2 separate regions of the Gasterosteus aculeatus genome follow, and region 2 is linked to region 1. A link is a contact called in public Hi-C data. All regions are on one chromosome and are shown on one strand. Each heading gives the region's core, a stretch centred on a gene start, on an enhancer-like site or on the middle of the called end of the contact. The rest is flanking DNA. Distances are from core to core; before and after follow the strand shown. Region 1 holds the start of midn (midnolin). Region 2 has its middle 11 kb from the start of LOC120823382.

Region 1 (3,233 bases), core at 244-2,743:
TCTGCTCTGAAACCTCCATCAAACACACAACACACACACACACAGACAAAGCCGCTGCCAGTGCGACAAGCCTCAAAACAAGCTGCACGGAGCGAGATAATTCAAAAGCGGAGCGTTTTGACTCCTAACAAAGGGTCGTGTTGCAAGGAGGGAGTTTAACCGACTGCTTTCACTTTGTTCATCTGAGTCAGCATCTCCCCCCGAGAGAGACAGAGAGAGACAGATACGACTGTTGGTGGTGGGCAAAGATGGGAACCTTTGTCCGCTCGCTCGTGGAGTCTCTGGGAGATGTTTCTTTTCGAACACACTCTGCTTTCTGTCACGTACACACACACACACACACACACACACACACACACACACACACACAAGGAGGATTCAGTTCTCAGGCAGCCTGATAACACGCGTCCACTGCACATTGTGTGTCTCTGTAATCAAGACAGAGAGTGCTGGTCCTGGAGGTGGGAGGACGTTGGGGGGGGGGGGGAGTTCTCGCCCGGTGCCTGGTGACATGCGTTGCACAACATCCCTCTTGTCCTTGAGGTGAACCACACGGTGATGATTATCACACATCAGAGTTACATGGACGCGATGGCAACGCTGCCGGTGTGATGTCGGCGGCGTCAGCGACGCGCTCTGAAACGCGCAAGTAAAGCCGCATGACGGGCCAATGGCACTGATCGTAACGCCAAAATGAAATGATAATGAACTGCGCCAATAGTCATAACACATTGTATAATTACTTTTTAAGTCAAGTGTCACTTGTAACTCACTGACATTGCTGTTCGACATTTATGGGATAATTGCAACATTGTACTTTTTATTTTAATGCATCATGTTACAATGCAATATGTGATTATGCAGTTAGAGTGAATAAAACTAATTTAAATATTATGGATTATTTTCTTTATAAGTCATTATAACATGTTTTATAATTTACTGCAATAATAATAATTTTTGGTCATAATTAATAATAATAATAATAATAATAAAAAAATAATAATCTCTATAAACATTCCCGTTTGTTGTCAGAGGCGTTTTCAGAGTTTCCCCGAAAACACAAACTGCAACCAAACGTTTTGTTTACCGATCGGACGTTTCCGTCTCCATGGAGCCTGTTTACCTGCGCTGTTGCTCGGTGACGTTTCCCCCCCCCCCCCCCCCCCCCCCCTTTATGTCGTCAGGGATGGCCACGCCCCTCACACCGCACACCGTCTGTTAAGGTAGTAGAAAACAACACCGGCGGGTGCAGGGGGAGGGAGGGGGGGGGGTCGCCTTTTAGATTCCCCCCCCCCCCCCCCCTCCAACACCATCAGCAGGGCCCCCGCGCGGAGAGCCGGGGGCGCATTGGCACAGTTTCGGGAGTTCATCTGTATCTATTGCTTCTCGGAGGTGTCACCACCCCCCCCCCACCGTGATAGAAGCGTGGCCACCTTAAATGGAATGCTGACATAACGAGAGGCATTAGTCCCCGCCCCCATCCGAGAGGACTACATGAAAGAAGTGTCTCACCTTCCCGTGCGCAGCTCACAACCGAGACGCACACCGGCGCGCACACAGCGCACAGGACCGTAACCGCACGGTGGATATTCGAGTGTTTGGATTTATCGCAGAGATCTTTCTTCGGTTTTTTTGGTTTGTTTCTGTCACCGCTGGTTGTTTATGTTTACATGCCAAAGCTGGGGAAACACACCGCAACACGACACACTTTCGCGCGGAGCTTTAAAGTTATCGCCACGATAATTGGTAAGTGCGTTTAAATATGAAATCCAGTTCATTTTGTTTCATTTTGCTGTCATCGCGTGTGCGTGTGTGTATGTGTTCATTTGAACCGGTTAACCGCGTTACCCGTCCGCGGTATCGTGTCAGTGGGTTAGGAAATTGATTAGGAGACCAGCAGTCAATCGCGGATCGATAAAAGCGCGTTGTCGAGTGATTGGATGAGCCACCTTCCATGTAAATGTCGTGGACATGATTAGCTTAATAAGGCCCGGTATCGACGACGGGAGAATGTCACCGTTACTGTAAATTATCTTTAGTGTGTGTGACAGTAAGTCGTTGCTGATGTCCGCTGTTTTTAGCAGCGCAATAACGACCTTTATTACATGGAACCGCAGCGGGGACAACATGCCCAGAGTATAATATGCTCATTTTATGGCTTTGCTCGGAAGAAAAAATGAGTCATATTTCTGACGGGTGAAATGTTTGCTGTAATGTCCGAATTGCATTGTGCAAAAGTTGCAAAAACTTGCAAGTTGTTTTATTGTCGAAGTTCCTCATTTGGCCGCTGGGTGGCGACCGAGTATCTCCTTTACCACGTTAGAGCCCCTAGCACTCTTTTTAGACACAATTTGGGAACGATCACCAATCCGTCCCTTTGTACACGTCTATGTTCCTGTACAACGTTTTTATCCAGGATCAAGAGAAAAACATCTACGGTGCGTGTTTCATATGCACGCATATTATTTCCCCTTTTAAATGCCAACCTCTGTGTGTGCTTCTGGCCTGCTGTGCAGCCTACTATCAGTTTACAGGCATCCTGGTAATATATGGCATATAACCATAACCATAGCATTCACTGGTTAGTCATTACGCCGGACCTAATGGATCGACTTCCTTAGAAATAATAATTAACAGCGAGCGAGTTTTTTAAAGGACCGCGGGCCTCAGTTTAGGCGCCGCTGCTGCGCGCGGCTCATATTTTCGTCCTCCGCCGTAATTTATTATGAATGGCCTAAACTCGCCTGCCCTCCACGTGGGTGTGGATACCTCCTCGCCATTGGCTGAACCCGGCAGCGTTCTCACGGAGCTGTGCCGTGATTGGCCCGGGGGGGGCGCGGCCGTCGGCGCTGTGGGCGTGTTTCTATCGCCGGTGCGAGTGTGATACTTTGTGGACAACGTTCATCGTCGATATTTCACTGGAGCCGCCGCGGGGACGAGTGCGCAGTGGAGAGCCTCTCTCTCCCCCTATCTCTCTCTCTCTCTTTCTCTCCCCCCCCCTCTCTCTCCACTGACCGTATGAGGCGTCGCAGCTCGCGGACCGTCGAAAATAAAAGCTCACTAAACACCGAGAGGAATTTATATTCTTTTTTTTTTTCTTACATTTTTACGTGCCCGTTTTTTGGAAAGGAACCCGTGTGCGTAAATGAGCGTCCGTGGCGTGTTTGCTGACAACATACTCGCGTCTCCGCCGGGCATTTACCCGTTTATGTAGCATTCAGGAAGACTCTCGC
Region 2 (3,233 bases), core at 291-2,790, 81 kb after region 1:
ATGTGGGATCCCAGAAGGGCAGCGGGGAGGGGGGGGGGGGGGCCTCCTACCAGAGCATGTGTCTGCAAACCGGGGGGGCGGGGGGCTCCTCGCTGGCCGATCTGTCAGCGGCAGCGGGTGTGCGCTGGGCAACATTCTCTCACTCGCTCGCGTTGTTGATGCTGAAACGCTGGACTACCTGAGTTGTCGTGCTTCGCCCGTTCGGCGCCTGTTCACCGCTTGAAGACGGGAAGGGAAGGGGGGGGACGCCGACAACACTTGACGAGAAGGACCTCTGCTGGATGCGTCTCGATACTGCCAAACTCGCCCGTTTCCTCCGAAAGGGGAAGCTACACTGCAGACCGGGTAAAGGTTGCGTTGCGCATTGTGTGCACTGTGAGCGGACGCAGATCCTTTAGTGACAGGATGAGATTGAGACGCCTCGTCACTTTAAGAGACGTCTATTGTTCGTAAGCAGAAAGCGGGGACAGGGCCGGGCAGCGTGGGCAGGTCATTCCACCCCCCCCCCCCGGCGCCCGTGAGCTACGGTGACAAAGCCGCTGCCGGGTTTGTGTGTGGACGCATTCCTCATGTCGCAGTGTTTACCTTTCGGGCTCTGCGTTATCTCCGTCGCGCTGCGAGCAAAACAAACTGGTTTCTGGAGGCGGCTCCGGGGGCCGCGAGCGTGGGAGACGCACAGGAAGCGGTGGGCGACCAGCAAACTGTATTTCCCCTTCCTGTCTGTGTCCACCCGCCCTGCCTGCTCGCCCTTTGGCTATTAATGTAACTCCCAGCTACCCACCACACGCCCACATGGCCACTGGGAGCTGGCGTGCAACAGAACTGAGAGCGCCTACGGACACAAACGCGCACACGGGTCCCTGCGAGTTACGCGGGTTTAAATAGTCAGTAGCCGAACGACGTTGGCCGTTTGTGGCCTCGTGGTTTGGCTTTTACATCTTTGCAGTACGCGTGAGAGGGGCAGACAGAAGCAGGTGTGCCAGGGGGCAGATTGACAACCCCCCCCTCAACGCTGTAAAAATCAGAGGTTTCTAAAAATCTGAGGGAAACCTGGCGCTCGGAGACACTACCGCTTTTCTCCACAGGGGGCGCCAGACTCCACACAGAATCACAGTAGTTCGTCGTAGTGGCTTTAAGTAGCTGCACCTGCCGCTGCGCACAAAATGGCCCGTGTGAAACACGCACTCTCGCCGCCACACACATCACAGATGTACCGCCGAGGGTTATTCTGAAAGAAATGATTGTTGATTCATCTTCGCTGCCTCCTTCAAGTGAGCCTTTTTTTTTTTTTTTTCTTCTTCTTCTCTTCCTTTTGTAAAAGTGGGCTTCAAAGTGGGCAGACAAATTTAGCACCTCAGCTGCGCACTTGCAATCTCTCCATCTCTTCCGCTCTTTGTTCAATTTACCACTTGCACGCCTGGCACACACACACACACCCCACACACACACACACACACACACACACACACACACACACACACACACACACACGTGTTCCATGCAGCCCTTATCTCCTCCCCTCGGTCATCCGGCTGATCAGTGGGGACACAGAGAAGACACACTGGCATGAATCAGAGTGAATCATAGCGCCCCGATGAGAGGTGTTGTGCATTTAACCAGGACACAGACTATGTGTGACGGCCTGGGCGTGCCCGCTCTCATTATGGGCCACGCAGGATGCTGACAATGAGCGGCGGGCAGATGAGGGGGTGGTGACTCCTTTTAAATGCCAGCTATGTACCTTCTCATTCAGCCGGTCTGCATCAGATATTTAGAGCAGGGTGAACTCCAACGGTAGGAGGAAAAATTATATATATATATATATTTTATAAAGACGCGGTGATTAAATGAGGGAGCACCTCATTACCGCGCGAGAAAAGTGATCTTTTTTTTTTAGGACCCTCGGCCCCGCTGATTCAAACATAGAGGATTGATTGTTTCTGTGCACAATTCCTCTTCGCTGATTGCGTCTCGACGAGAAAAATACAACTTCTACAACATGACAAGGAAGCCTCCCTCCCATACAGACCTCGGCCTAATACGCTTGTTAAAGTCTAATTAGCGTAGCAAGTAGCTGCAAGATAAATAAACATAATTATCATATCAAATACGTTCAGTGTTTGAGGAGGGAGGGGGGGGGGGTGATCGACTAATTTGACAAACACTTTGTTCTTCAGTTTTCTTTGGGCTCGTCTTCTCTCCCCGCATGCCAATCACGCTCGATGCTTCACACGATCAGGACGGGAAGTCGGCATGTGCAGGCGCATCCATCCACGGCAACATTCAAAACGCACGCCGCCTGATCCCCGGAGCAGCAACGCACCGAAAACAACAACGCCACAACCCTTTACCCCCGTCGTCCCCCACATTGAAATTGCCAACCGGCACGGTGGAGAGCAGATTTCAGGTGAAGCAGCTCCGAGAGGCAATCAGCGCCTGAACAATTACATCTGGTGCATTGATTGCGTATTGATTGAGGGTCACCAGACACCTGACTGGAATATGCAGACGCTCACGTTGCATATTCCACACACACACACACACACACGCACACGCACACGCCTGCTCAGCCTGGCAACAAATATGATGAGGACGAGGTACGGAGGGAGGGGACACGACACGGGGGCCTCGCTCCGTTTTTTCCTGTTCCGCAGAGAGAAGAAAAGAGGGATGATTTCATTAGCAGCCGACATGTAGGCTCATGCCGCACGGCTTTACCCGACCGACCGTTGTCATGGCAGCAGCTTGTCATGGGGGAGGTGGGGGGGGGGGACACACCCACCGCAACCTGCGTTACAGCGTTGGTGCGTAGGGGTGTGTTTTTCCTTGGGAAATGACAGGCGAGGCCGGCGTCCTCGGGACAACGCAACGCAACAACGTCCCGCAGCTGCTGCTCTGTCTGGTAAACTGGGAGGGGACGTTTCCTTGTCTCGTCCTCGAGGACCCTTTTCAGTGTTGTTGTTTTTTTTACACGTCTTCACTCGCAGGGGTCACCCAGAGGAGCGAACCCTCGCCGGCTTCACGGGGGGGGGGGGGGTTTTGATTACGATCCACCTGTTAACGCATGGCGGCGTGTCCCGTCCGCAGACATGAATCCCTCTCCGGTGCATCAATCTTCATCAGGCTCTTCATCAGAGCAGCTGTGAGACAGCGCACTTGATGTGAGCGTGCACTGCGTCAACGGACCCATGGCCCTTCTGCCGGGACCCTCGGAGACTCTCACACACAGAGCG

Evidence for each region. A called contact is a pair of places that touch in the nucleus more often than the background predicts.
Region 2: a Hi-C map of liver shows a contact between it and region 1, with 4 times the contacts expected there. The contact joins the enhancer-like site here to the promoter of midn in region 1. A contact is called at or near these places in 5 of 6 Hi-C or Micro-C datasets (blood and trunk muscle, liver, skeletal muscle and 2 more).

What each region holds. Positions count from the first base shown.
Region 1 is chr8:19,861,874-19,865,106 of fGasAcu3.hap1.1, forward strand. midn (midnolin) reads left to right here and starts at 1,494. Exons shown (of 8, transcript XM_040184848.2): 1 at 1,494-1,746. The coding sequence starts at 1,671.
Region 2 is chr8:19,943,266-19,946,498 of fGasAcu3.hap1.1, forward strand. No RefSeq gene overlaps it. Among protein-coding and RNA genes, the nearest start is that of LOC120823382, 11 kb to the right of the region's middle. Within about 2 kb of position 1,541, at least 4 of the 9 cell types and tissues checked have open chromatin away from gene starts, as enhancers often do. A contact at or near this core is called in liver, where this site is marked.